Linked DNA regions of Zea mays: region 1 is linked to region 2. The links are chromatin contacts, called in public Hi-C maps. All regions are on one chromosome and are shown on one strand. Each heading gives the region's core, a stretch centred on a gene start, on an enhancer-like site or on the middle of the called end of the contact. The rest is flanking DNA. Distances are from core to core; before and after follow the strand shown.

The links. Hi-C and Micro-C count contacts between places; a contact is called where the count stands out from the background.
Region 1: a Hi-C map of endosperm shows a contact between it and region 2, with 2.6 times the contacts expected there. The contact joins the enhancer-like site here to the promoter of LOC100191313 in region 2. A contact is called at or near these places in 3 of 25 Hi-C or Micro-C datasets (ear, endosperm and tassel).

What each region holds. Positions count from the first base shown.
Region 1 is chr7:114,478,956-114,484,528 of Zm-B73-REFERENCE-NAM-5.0, reverse strand. No RefSeq gene overlaps it. Among protein-coding and RNA genes, the nearest start is that of LOC542626, 120 kb to the left of the region's middle. Within about 2 kb of position 2,233, at least 18 of the 20 cell types and tissues checked have an H3K27ac peak or open chromatin away from gene starts, as enhancers often do. A contact at or near this core is called in ear, endosperm and tassel, where this site is marked.
Region 2 is chr7:114,287,305-114,293,263 of Zm-B73-REFERENCE-NAM-5.0, reverse strand. It overlaps LOC100191313, which reads right to left and starts at 4,568. Exons shown (of 11, transcript NM_001358442.1): 1 at 4,388-4,568; 2 at 2,009-2,170; 3 at 1,675-1,722; 4 at 10-80. The coding sequence starts at 4,453.

The sequences.
Region 1 (5,573 bases), core at 984-3,483, 190 kb before region 2:
CCCTGAAATCGCTAGTAACCCTTTCCTGCCAGCTTGAACACAGACTGAGGATGCTGATTCACTGCATATGTCTACTGGACCACTAAGACGTAAACAACATGTGCCACGTGGTGAAAGACAAGCTATCTTAGCCCGTCGAAACTGGCAATTTCACTACAAGAAATTCTTTAATCAATGACAGACAAAATTTGTCATGGATTAGCAAAAAAAACGTCACAAAGCCATGATTATGACGAATTTTGATAACGTCATGTAATGGGGGTAAAAAATTGTAATCTATGACGTTTCTTTTTTAATGGGATTCACAAAATTCGTCATGGAATAGCAAAAAACCGTCACGAAGCCATCTTCATGACATTTTCTAATTACGTCACCGAGAATTCGTCATGGATTAAATGATTTCTTGTAGTGTTTGAATCATCCATTTCAAGGAACATGGCTACTGCGACTGAGGATACTAATAGTGACGCTGGGGAAGGGGATGATTGGACACAACCCCATATGACTGCAAAGATCAACAACAATGGTAATTACTATCATTGTTTTCAAGTCGGACGAGTTGTCGGTCATTTTGGCTGACCGACTTGGATGATTAATCGTGACCAATCTCAATTGATCGGATGACTTGAAAACAATGATTACTATCCTATCTTAAATGGAACCAGCATGACGACGATAGAGTGTAGTCTGACTAAACGTGTGTTTCCATCAGTACAATGTAGGAATCAATGCCATGGTGCTATTGTGGCAACAAATTGTAATGCCCAAAATTGGTATAAGAGAAAGATAATAGGATAAAATAAATAAATATACTTCTATCCTAGAATTTTGAGGATTTCTGGATCTTCTTTCCTTTGTGCATATTCAACTAAAGGAATTAAAGTAGTCAAATGGCAAATAAATAAATACGCGAATGTGCATTTCATGCCGTGGTTCTTGTACTTTTGCACTTTGCATTCAAATTCACGGGACAAGTAAGTTTGAAAAATTTAAGTTGAAAATGGAAATAGAGAAGAAAAGAGAATAAAGGGAAAATGATACATACTATAAAAGAAAATATTTAAATACATCTCTTCATGTTAGTACTTTTATTTGTGCATTTAATCTCTGTGTGAAACTCATACACAAATTTGAATTCAAATATTAGATTTTGAAAACAAGAAATAAATCAGAATAAATAAATAATTAAAGAGAAAGGTATAAGCAGTACTTGGGCCAAAACCTGTAGACTCCGGCCCAGATTCAGCCCTCGCACGCTGGCAGGTGGGGCCGCTGGGCAGCCTCTCTGCCTCAGTCACCTGGGCCAATTTATTTCCCCCCTCCTCTTCGGCCGCGTGGGCCTAAACCTGTGCCCAGCCCATCGTCGCTCTGTATCACACAGGTTACAGCCCCTACGTCTCTACTTGATGGGGCCCACTGCCCAGGGTACTCTGGTCACGCACAAACTCTGTCTCGTGGGGTCCATCGAACAGGCTCGTCTTCCTCGCGGGATTGTTGCGAGCCGAGCGCCAGAAATCGCTCCACCGCGCGGATTCCAACTGAATCGCGTGCATGCCACGAATCGTTGGGTAGGCACCGGGCTCCATATATAGCTCATGGCGCGACCCTCCCTCGTCCACATCAAGCTGACTCTATTGCTGGCGACACAACAGTGAAAGGGGGAGGTTGGCGGAAGATGGGAGGCTCGTCTCCGCCATCGGTATCCATCTGGGTGCATACTACTGGCGGAGCTTCACGTAGGGTGTCAGGGTGTGGCGTTCGGAGTAGTGAAACTCGTCGAGGAAGCTTCCGATCGCGGGAGTGCGTGCTGGTGGGGGAATTTCTCGCCGTCGCGCAGCGACGCCATGAATCCGCCGTGCGCCGTGGCCAAGCTTCATCCACACCTCAATGTCAGTAAGAAGTAAGAACACCTCCGTTAGGATTGCCTAAACCACCTCTACGAATAAAATTATGGAATTGGGCGGTATCGGTTGGGGGCCCCGGTGCGGGCCGCGCGCTTCGCACCGACGACGTCGCCGCCATGGGTGTCAGGCTCACCACCGGTCGGAGTGAACATGGGAGAGAGGAAGGCGTGTAGGGACGCCCTGACGTCGATTTGGTAGGATTAGACGATCTCTTACCCCTTCGCTCGGTTGATAGAAACCGTATGATTTTGATCCGAGGGCCAGCGGCGAATCGCGTAGGTTTAAAACCGGTACCGTTGGATCGAGATCCGAGGGTCCTGGTCACATACCGGTTAGTGTATAGGGTTGGCCTAATCCGCGCCGCTGACTTAGGATCCGATGGTGTAGATCCTTCCATACCCCTTCGATCGGGTATTTTCTTAATGAGACCCTCCACTTTAAACTATTCAACCCGCCGTCCAATGCTGGGGAAACTGAGTCTTAAGAAATTTTATGAGTTAGACCCCGGGTTCTCTATTATTGTGTGCACAGCCTAGAACTCAGAGAAAATAGGAGAAATTAATTTAGAAAATGAATTTCAAATGTAAAAAGAATTCTAGAACTTATTTAATTCATAGAAAATTCATATTAAGTCCAAATTGATCCATTCCAGTTTCTATAATTTTGTAATATTATTGTTTATCAACTAGTGTCTCTGTTTTGACATGAAAACCATATTAAAATTAATCTCCTAATTAATCTTGTACCTAGCACCTAAAACTTTTGGAAACTCATAACTTAAAATTCATAACTACAAAATTAATGATTCCTGTTCCTATGATCTTATTTTGATTTGTAGATTATTAATATGTATTTTGTTCTTATGTTTGGTGTGATAATAATTTTGCCTATACCATGTTTGTTTGTATTGCTACGACTAGCGTGAGGTCACGAGTCATCTGAAAAGCAAGTTGGTACCTGGAATCTCAAGTCCCAGGCAAGTTGTGCCCTTGATCACTTCTTTTTACCCTCATGTTCTGATTAATCATAATGATCTGCATAGGTTAATTTTGATGGGACCCAATAGGTTACCCAAGTTTGATTATCTTTATACCTTGTTTACCACTGAATTCTTGGGTAGTACCTGCTATTGCTATATGTGGTTTTAGGTATAGAGATACACATTATTCATTATCATATTTATATCATCAGTTGTTATTTACTGTTCATGATAAGATCATTATGTTAATTGGAACATGGAGCGACCACCCGGGAAAACAGTGCTACCACAAGGGTGGTATGGGACGCCCTTTGCTGATTAATTAGGAAAGCTAGTGGATGACTACCTTACCCAAAAGGGGCAAGGGCATTAGGGGAGTGGTCAGTGTAGGGAGGTCCTTGGGTTGATTTTGCTGCGATGGCGGTCAGGCGAGGGATCCCTACATTGAAGCTTCCTATAAACTGTAGCGGGTTTTCTGAAGCTAGTGGAACTTTGTAAAGGCCTCATAGTGTTACCCTGCCTCGCTTCCTTGGTAGAGGTGTATGAGGCCCGTACAACCCCGTGGCAGATGGGTAACATGACTTGTGGGTAAAGATGCGCAACCTCTGCAGAGTGTAAAACTGGTATATCAGCCGTGCTCACGATCATGAGCAGCTCAGACCCTCACGTGATTAATTTATGGAACTAAATTAAATTTATCATATGCATTGCATCGCAGCTGTTGTATTTACTTTTGTTCTACTACTTAATTGGGTTGATATTTACTTATACTTAATAATTGCTAATAAAATTTTGACCAACTTTAAAAGCAATGCTCAGCTTCAATCATCTCCTTTGGTAAGCCTTACACTTCACGTGAGCACCCACCTTTGGCGAGTTCATGCATATTATTCCCCACAACTTGTTGAGCGATGAACGTATGTGAGCTCACTCTTGCTGTCTCACACCCCCACAGGTCAAGAACAGGTACCGCAGGAGGAGGCGCATGGAGGATGCTGTGATTAGTTCGTGAGTGGTCTAGGCCGTCGTCTCCCAGTCAACTTTGGTTTGCTGGATCGTGTCTTCATATGATGTAATTATTTATTTATTTTGTACAGAACCCCTATTATATAGTGAAGATGTGACATTCTTTTCTGTACCACTATTCATCATATGTGTGAGATTGGTCCCAGCACACCTGGTGATTATTTCGCGCTCGGGTTTTGGACCCCCTAAAACTCGGGTGTGACACAAATGAGAGTGCAAGTATGGACGGACAAGGAAGTGGGGTGGATCATACCCAGTCGAAGCCAAGGGTCATTTCCAATGGTAATTGTTAAGAATCTTTATTCAGGTTACATATTTTCCCCACCCTGTAATCCTGAATGCCCTTGTCTTTTATGTGGCTTGTATTTTCACGTTCCAGTTGATGACGATGACGGTGTCGTATTTGAAGACGATGCTGATGAGAACGAGGGATACCTATTCGCTGGACAATGTACTAATTTCAATCTTTTTATGATACCAATGCTTATATAAATACACATGTCTTACTCATTATTTTCAAAAAAATATCAGATGAGGATACCGATGAGGATATAGAGATCGATGGTAGTCAAGATGAATCGACTGCCACTGATGTTCCTGACCCATACGACAAGGTGTACATCAACATCCCTGAAGAAACACATATGCTCAAGACTGTTCCCAACTGCGGTTATTGCAACGCGAAGAAGTATGAGTATGAGCCACCTAGTTTTTGTTGTCGTGGTGGGAAGATTGAGCTAGCCCCACTAGAGACCCCTCCCCAACTTAAGAGGTTGTGGGATAGTGCAGACTCTGATGCTAGGCACTTTCATGATAACATTAGGTTTTTTAATGGCCATTTCTCTTTCACTTCCCTATATTGTTGCCTCGATAGTATGACAACTAATGTAAGGGATTCTGGTATATACATGTTCTGAGCACAGGGCATGATGTACCACAATATCAAGTCATTTGGTAGGGAGGGTGGGGCAAAGCATAAACACCTTGAGCTTTACTTTTATGATGATGATCCCATTCTCGAGCATCGGTACCGTAAGTGTCGTGAAGAGCATCAACATAAAGACAAAGAGGTTATTCGACCGATAGTCGACATACTATGTGGAAAACCCATACTCCGAGCACCTTAGGACCATGGGCCACGTTGAGAACCTTGATGACTATCGTATCGCATTGAACCTAGGCCAAACGTTGAACCAGAAGACATATAACACACCTCTCACTTTGGAGGTGGCCGCCGTCTAGATCGAAGGGAGCAAAGGGCAAGGCCAGTCCATGGGAAGGACAGTTCAAGCCACTGCATCCGCTCATACCATGGATGCTATGATGTACTATCATATCCATTGTTCTTCCCTAGAGGTGAACTTGGATGGCATGCAAATATCCCAAAGGTTGGAGTATCCATGGACTAAGTGGATGCATATCGCGTGACACATATGGCAAGTAATGCAAATGATGAAGATGCAGGTTAGTTGTTTCTTTATAATTTGATATATTTGCACATTATTAACTATCTTTTTAGGATCACTCACTTTATAATCCTTGCGTATGCAGAATCTCCTAGCCATTTATCTGTGCCTGTACGTGACTACTATTGCTACAAATTCCAAATTCGTCCCGGGGTATTCAATCCAATACTTCATGGAAAGCGGCTTTTCCAGCAGTTC
Region 2 (5,959 bases), core at 3,319-5,818:
GAAGCTCACATAGGTGCCGGTGCATCTGGGGCTGCTGACGTTTGAGGTGGAGTAGCAGGCACTGTCTGAGTAGAGGGTGCCTGCAAAAGTAGTTTAAGTAAATGTCTATGGTGGTGTTTGGCTCACCGAAATGTAACGTAAATGGATTACATAGGGTAATGGATACCGATACTTTTGTTTGGTTGAGCTCTTTCTAGTAATACTAGGTACTACTATCCAATCCAATTATAACTAGTAACCAATACCGCCGGTAATAGATCCCATTACCATTCCCTTAACAAGGGCTGAACCAAACAACACCTATATCTTAACAGAAATATATTACAGTGCACACTAAAGCATATGTATCTGCACATTATCGTCATGTCTCTTTGTTCTTTTTGTCCTGTTTTCTTTTTGTTTGTTGCTTGATGTTTTTAGCTTTCTTTTTAGTTTTTACAGCATGTAACAACGATAGATCCATTGCCATTGAGGACGTTGTACGTGTTGGGTTGGCGTGAACAGTACCCACGTTACTGCAGCACAGCCTATAGAGCCGTTGCTAAGGAAGGAACAAGGATTAAGATAGATCAATTAGAGGGAAATGATTTGTTATGATTTGATTGGGCTTCCCTAGGTGGCTAGGAGTCCTCTCTATATAAAGAGGTGACATACCAACTACCAAGAAGGAAAAGGAATGAAAACCAAACAAACAATCCAATTCCCCAAATACTCTAGTCTCCCTCCAAGCCGACTTTGCCCAGCCATATTCCTGGCAATGGTTATCCCTCAAATTATTTAAGGATCATAAGGCTGTCTCTAGCAGCTTCCCATCCTATCTCCCATCTCATCTCCTATTTCAAACTTCACTCTGTAAACAGTGTAGTCTACAGTGCAAAATAGTGTTGGCACAACCATATGCATGATCTGCTGAAGAAAGCCTAATAGGGGATAGAAAAAAAAATCAAGAGATGGCAAAAATACAGATTGCAAGTTCAGAACATTTCTACTGTAGTTGAACCACTTTGGTTGGCTCAGAACTTAGCTTTTAGCTATCGTGACCTTTGGTTGAATAAAATAGTGACCACATATAACTAAAAAAGCCAGTTGTTCAACAGACCTCATCTATGCTTTGATTTGCAAATATACTATATCAAATAATTAAAAGACTAAAACTGTGTCATAGCTAATGGCTTTTTTCGAAAAACGCAGGAGAACTGTGTCTCATTATATTAAGGAGAAAAGGGTCTAAGAAGACCAGGTACAACAGGACAGACTTCCTTATAGAGGTCGAAAAACCAGAAAACCAAAATAATCCATCCGAGAACAACAAACTACTACTGGTCTAAACCCCCTCCGAGACTAACCCTCAAAGAGAGGGGCAGACAGATAGGAAAGGCCTTTAGCCCCAGCCATTTCCCACATCTATCTTTCCTCCAAAGCCATTCTAATGGCTAAAGACACATTAGGATTATAGTTATCGAAGACACATTTGTTGCGATGGTTCCAAATAATGTAGGCCCCCAAAGCATCCAGAGTGACAATATATACACCTTTTGCAATAAATAAAAAACGTAATTTTGACTAGAGTTCCTTATATACTAGATGGGTCATGAAGAACTTTAGAACTGGAAGAAAAATAACAAAATGTGAAAAAAAATCAGTATAGACAAACAAAATATTCTAACGTCTCACCTGATTCGCGGTTACCTTAGCTGGTGCTGCACTTGATGATCCCTTGTTCTGTGAAAGGTTACAATTGATAAGATATATAGAACATTTCTGATGCTATCGTAGACATTCCAAATTCACAGCAGCCTTTGCATCCATATATAAAATACTGCTAATAAGCTAGCCATAGAAATTGAAGCACAAATTCTTTCAAATAATCCAATGCACTATGACAGTTATTCAGTTAATGTTATCAGTTATTCATATCTCAGTAATAATTTTATTATCATACCAAGTCATACACCCGTGATTTGTCATGTGCCCATGTGTCAACCAGAATAATAAACAAGTAGCCTACCTGTCTGAGCATTATAACAAGAAAATTATTTTCAACTACTTGGTTTTCCTCCAATGTTGTGTCGTCCTTGAGCACCTTCCCCTGGTGTATAAGCACTTGTTGGTCAGCAGGATAGGAAGCCTGCTCTTGTATACTCTCTATAACCTTTTTCACGTCGGCAACCTGTTTGAAGAACTTGTGTCAATAGCGGGCATGCAACAACATTATTACCAAATTCTTGTTAAATAGACTGCACTGTTTGCAAAGTGGAATTTGAATATGGGGATGGGTAAACTACTGAAGATAGTCTTAGAGCCCAGGTATTAGGCAATTAGGGGATAAGCAGGGTAACACAGTCATTGTCCCCTGCGCTTAGACTACTCTGTTTCGGTTCCTCTGTTTCGGTTCCTCCTGGTTTTCTTTTGATGGCGCCTGCACGATTATCATCATGAAAGCGCTGGCCGGCCACCACCACTCACTCTTATAGTCTTGATTCCTGGGTTCTATCATCCAGAAATTTGTACAGTGCTAAAAACAGACAACCTGCAGAAATTCATAACAGCAACGATAGATAACCATCTAGAAAAAGAAGCACCAATGAATTAAGGGCTTAAGGGTTGATAACTTCATCGTGCCATCTGGCTCTTGTATCCACCAAACCATCACCTTGGCGGAACCCAAACCCAAGCCACCCCATCTCCACATCCACAAGCGAACTCTGCAACAGGCTAACGTCTCTCAGTTCTGCCAATTCCACTTGCACCACTGGAACTCAACAAGCAACCTACAGATTGATCCATGCCTAATTTGCTCGCCGTTTCCAACACCCTAGGCCCCAAGCCCTCAACAAACCTACCAAGCAGACAAATATCGTGAAACGGCTCCATTGATCCATATAGCAGCTAGAACCATAGCGATAGATTGGGAGCATGGATGATTAGTTCCTAGTCGTTGGTGTCCACTTCGATCCAGGAGCTGGTGCCCTTAATCTCACCACGCCGCCACTGAGGGGAGGAAGGAACGAATAGTGCGATTTCTTGTCACAGTCTCCTATTTTGGATCCTGAGTAGAAGTGTGCTTTTGCAGATTGGGTCTTCTAGTTTGGTGAATTTATATGTACCCACTGCTGTTTATGGAAGGTGTCCAAATCAATCGGGTTGTGATGCTGGAGACAACGTGGAAGCTGTAGTTAGATAAGGATGCTGATAGGGTGTTCACCGTGCACATGGTTTGCATTTTGGCTGTGCGGATATAAGTTTGCCTATATTAGTTGGACCACATTGTACATGTATGGTTGATAGGTGCCATTGCACCTGTGAACCATCCCTATTTGAAAGACCGTCAATGTTTACGTCATGCTTGTGTTGCCTTATCTTGGTGCATACACACATACACATTTAGTTATCGATCCAATCAGAATCTTTTTCTAGCATGTCAAACTGTTAAAATAAGTGGCGTGAATCTGAGACAATTGCAGTAGAACATGAGCTGAGTAATCAGACGATTCTTCATTTTATCCTAGCTGATAAATAAAGAGATGTCATCTCCTTACAATCTCTACTGTAGATTGTAAGCAAGTAATATTGATTTACTCCTTATATCTGTAACCTTCATTGCTACCAGTTTCTTATCTAGAGAGCTGAAATAACCAGAGAAAGGGTGTTGATAGCATCTAAGGTTTGTGTTGTATGAACTTAGGTATACTGAAAAATTTAGATTTCAAAAGCTCTGTTTTATGGCAGCCACAGCATGCACCTATTTGATCCACTCCAACCACATTACCAAATAGATGAAAATGCAGCATTACATCCTAAAGCTGCCTAGAAACAAACTGGCAGGAAGTAGCTTATACTGATAAGATCTAACATCAACAAGTCAAGAATGGCTCCTGAGCATAGACCGACACTGCAATAACTAATCAATGCCCGTGCCCACGAGGTAATGAGGTATTATGTTGCCTTTTCTTTTATAATCGAACATACAACCTACAGCGATGTATGGTAGCCATAATAGATTGACTACAACGTATGCTCTATCTACCAACTATAAAGGGAGCAACTAATGAACTAATTACTAATGCCTGATAACTTCGCGTTGCCATCTGATTCCTGTATGAAAACATCATAAAGGAACCCAAACTGAAACCAGAAAGTACACAGGCGAACTCTGCAACAGCTCTCCGTTCAGCCTGTTACACACTCGCACCACCAGAACCAAACCAGCAACCTACAGACTGGATCCAAGGAAGCTTCGCTCGCGGCTTCCAACACTCTCATGTCTCATCGCCCCCGCAGGGGAACCAGCCAAATCCTAGACCCCAAACGAACCTAACAAGCAGCCCGCCAATACATCCAGCAACTAGAACCATAGCGACAGATCGGGAGCGCAAGGGCTGCCTACCTTGTCGGTAGGATCCACTTCGATATGGAAGCTGGATCCCTTGAGCGTCTTCACGGAGACCTTCATTTCGCCGCCGGCGCCTACGTCGAACCGGAGGGTTGGACCGTTGAGGCGGACAGCAGAGGTCAGGCGGCGTAGGAGAGGAAGGCGAGGAGATTTTTATTCCGGCCCCTACTGAGAGGGAGATTTTTTGCCGGCAGGGTCCTCAAGTTTAACGAATTTATATGTTTCTGTTGCTGTGTTTAGGAAGGTCCTGATTATTTGAGCTTCTAGTTAGCATCTCATTAGCTAAAAGCTAAAAAAACATATAGCTTTTTTTGTTTGTCGGGTACCGAGGAACCGCGTGCCTAAAGTAGGCCCAAGATTCTTAACGTCTCATCCACCAACCAAGCTTTCACTAAGCAACTCTACGTGGCGGAGCGGCCGACCAAGTCCTTACCGAGCAACCCTGCGAGACGGGGTGGTCGACCAATTCCTTGTCGAGCAACCCTGCGAGGCAGAGCGGCTGACCAACTCCCTATCGAGCAACCCTATGAGGCAGAGCAGCCGACGAAGTCCTCACCGAGCAACCCTGCAAGATGGAGTGGTCGACCAGCTCCTTGTCGAGCGACCCTGCGAGGCAGAGCAGCTGACCAACTCCCTGTCGAGTAACCCTACGAGGCAGAGCGAACAACCAAGTACTCACCGAGCAACCCTGCAAGACGGAGGCCACGATCTAGTACTACTGACCCACGTCAGCTGTGACAAGACGCGTCACCACCAAACCACGTTCGGACCACGAGCGTGGCATACCGAAGGGGTGTCGAGATGTAACAATCAATGATTTGATACGATGGTACGTCACCACATACAGTCTCTGGTGTATCCCGTTTTCCTTATGAGGCCAGTCAACCCCGGTCGTGGGGGATCCAAGCACCGGAGTCTCTACAGTAACCCGCATACCGGGAAGGACAGGACAATACACTATACCGGGTGTACGCCTACACACGCTGGAGGATCACACAAGACTCATGACAAAAAGCGAGACCACACTACGCACGGCCACCGATGGCAGGGGCCCTATCCCACCAGAGGTTGTGGAGGTCATGTCCTCCGTATAAGTAGACGGGGAGATGCTCCCCCTAGCCTAGCACGAGTCAGGCGTGCGGCCTTGATGGCAGCGTCCTCGGGGATAGGAGGAAGGGAGGCTTTGACGGTCCCAAGCAGGTTGCAGTGCAACCATCGATGAGTCCCTTGCAAAAGCAAATCTCTCGAGGAAAGTAGGAAGAAAGGGGAAACTGACCAAATCACTCAACTTTGTGTGGTTTAAAGACAAGGGACCCCCTCTCCCAAGAAATCCGACGTCACTCCCGTTGTAATAGATAGGACATGGGCCATGACCTCCGCCTTCTCAAGATTCACGATGGAGTGGCGATCGGAGTCGTTGTCGTCGATGAACCGCCACATCGGCCTCTACGAGCCGCGATCGGCTGGAGACGCCGCTACATGAAGGTGTGTATCAGCCTCACACCGAAGAGACCCGCCTCTACTGCTTGGCGATGGCATCCAGTATGTATTCGATTTCTGGCTTGA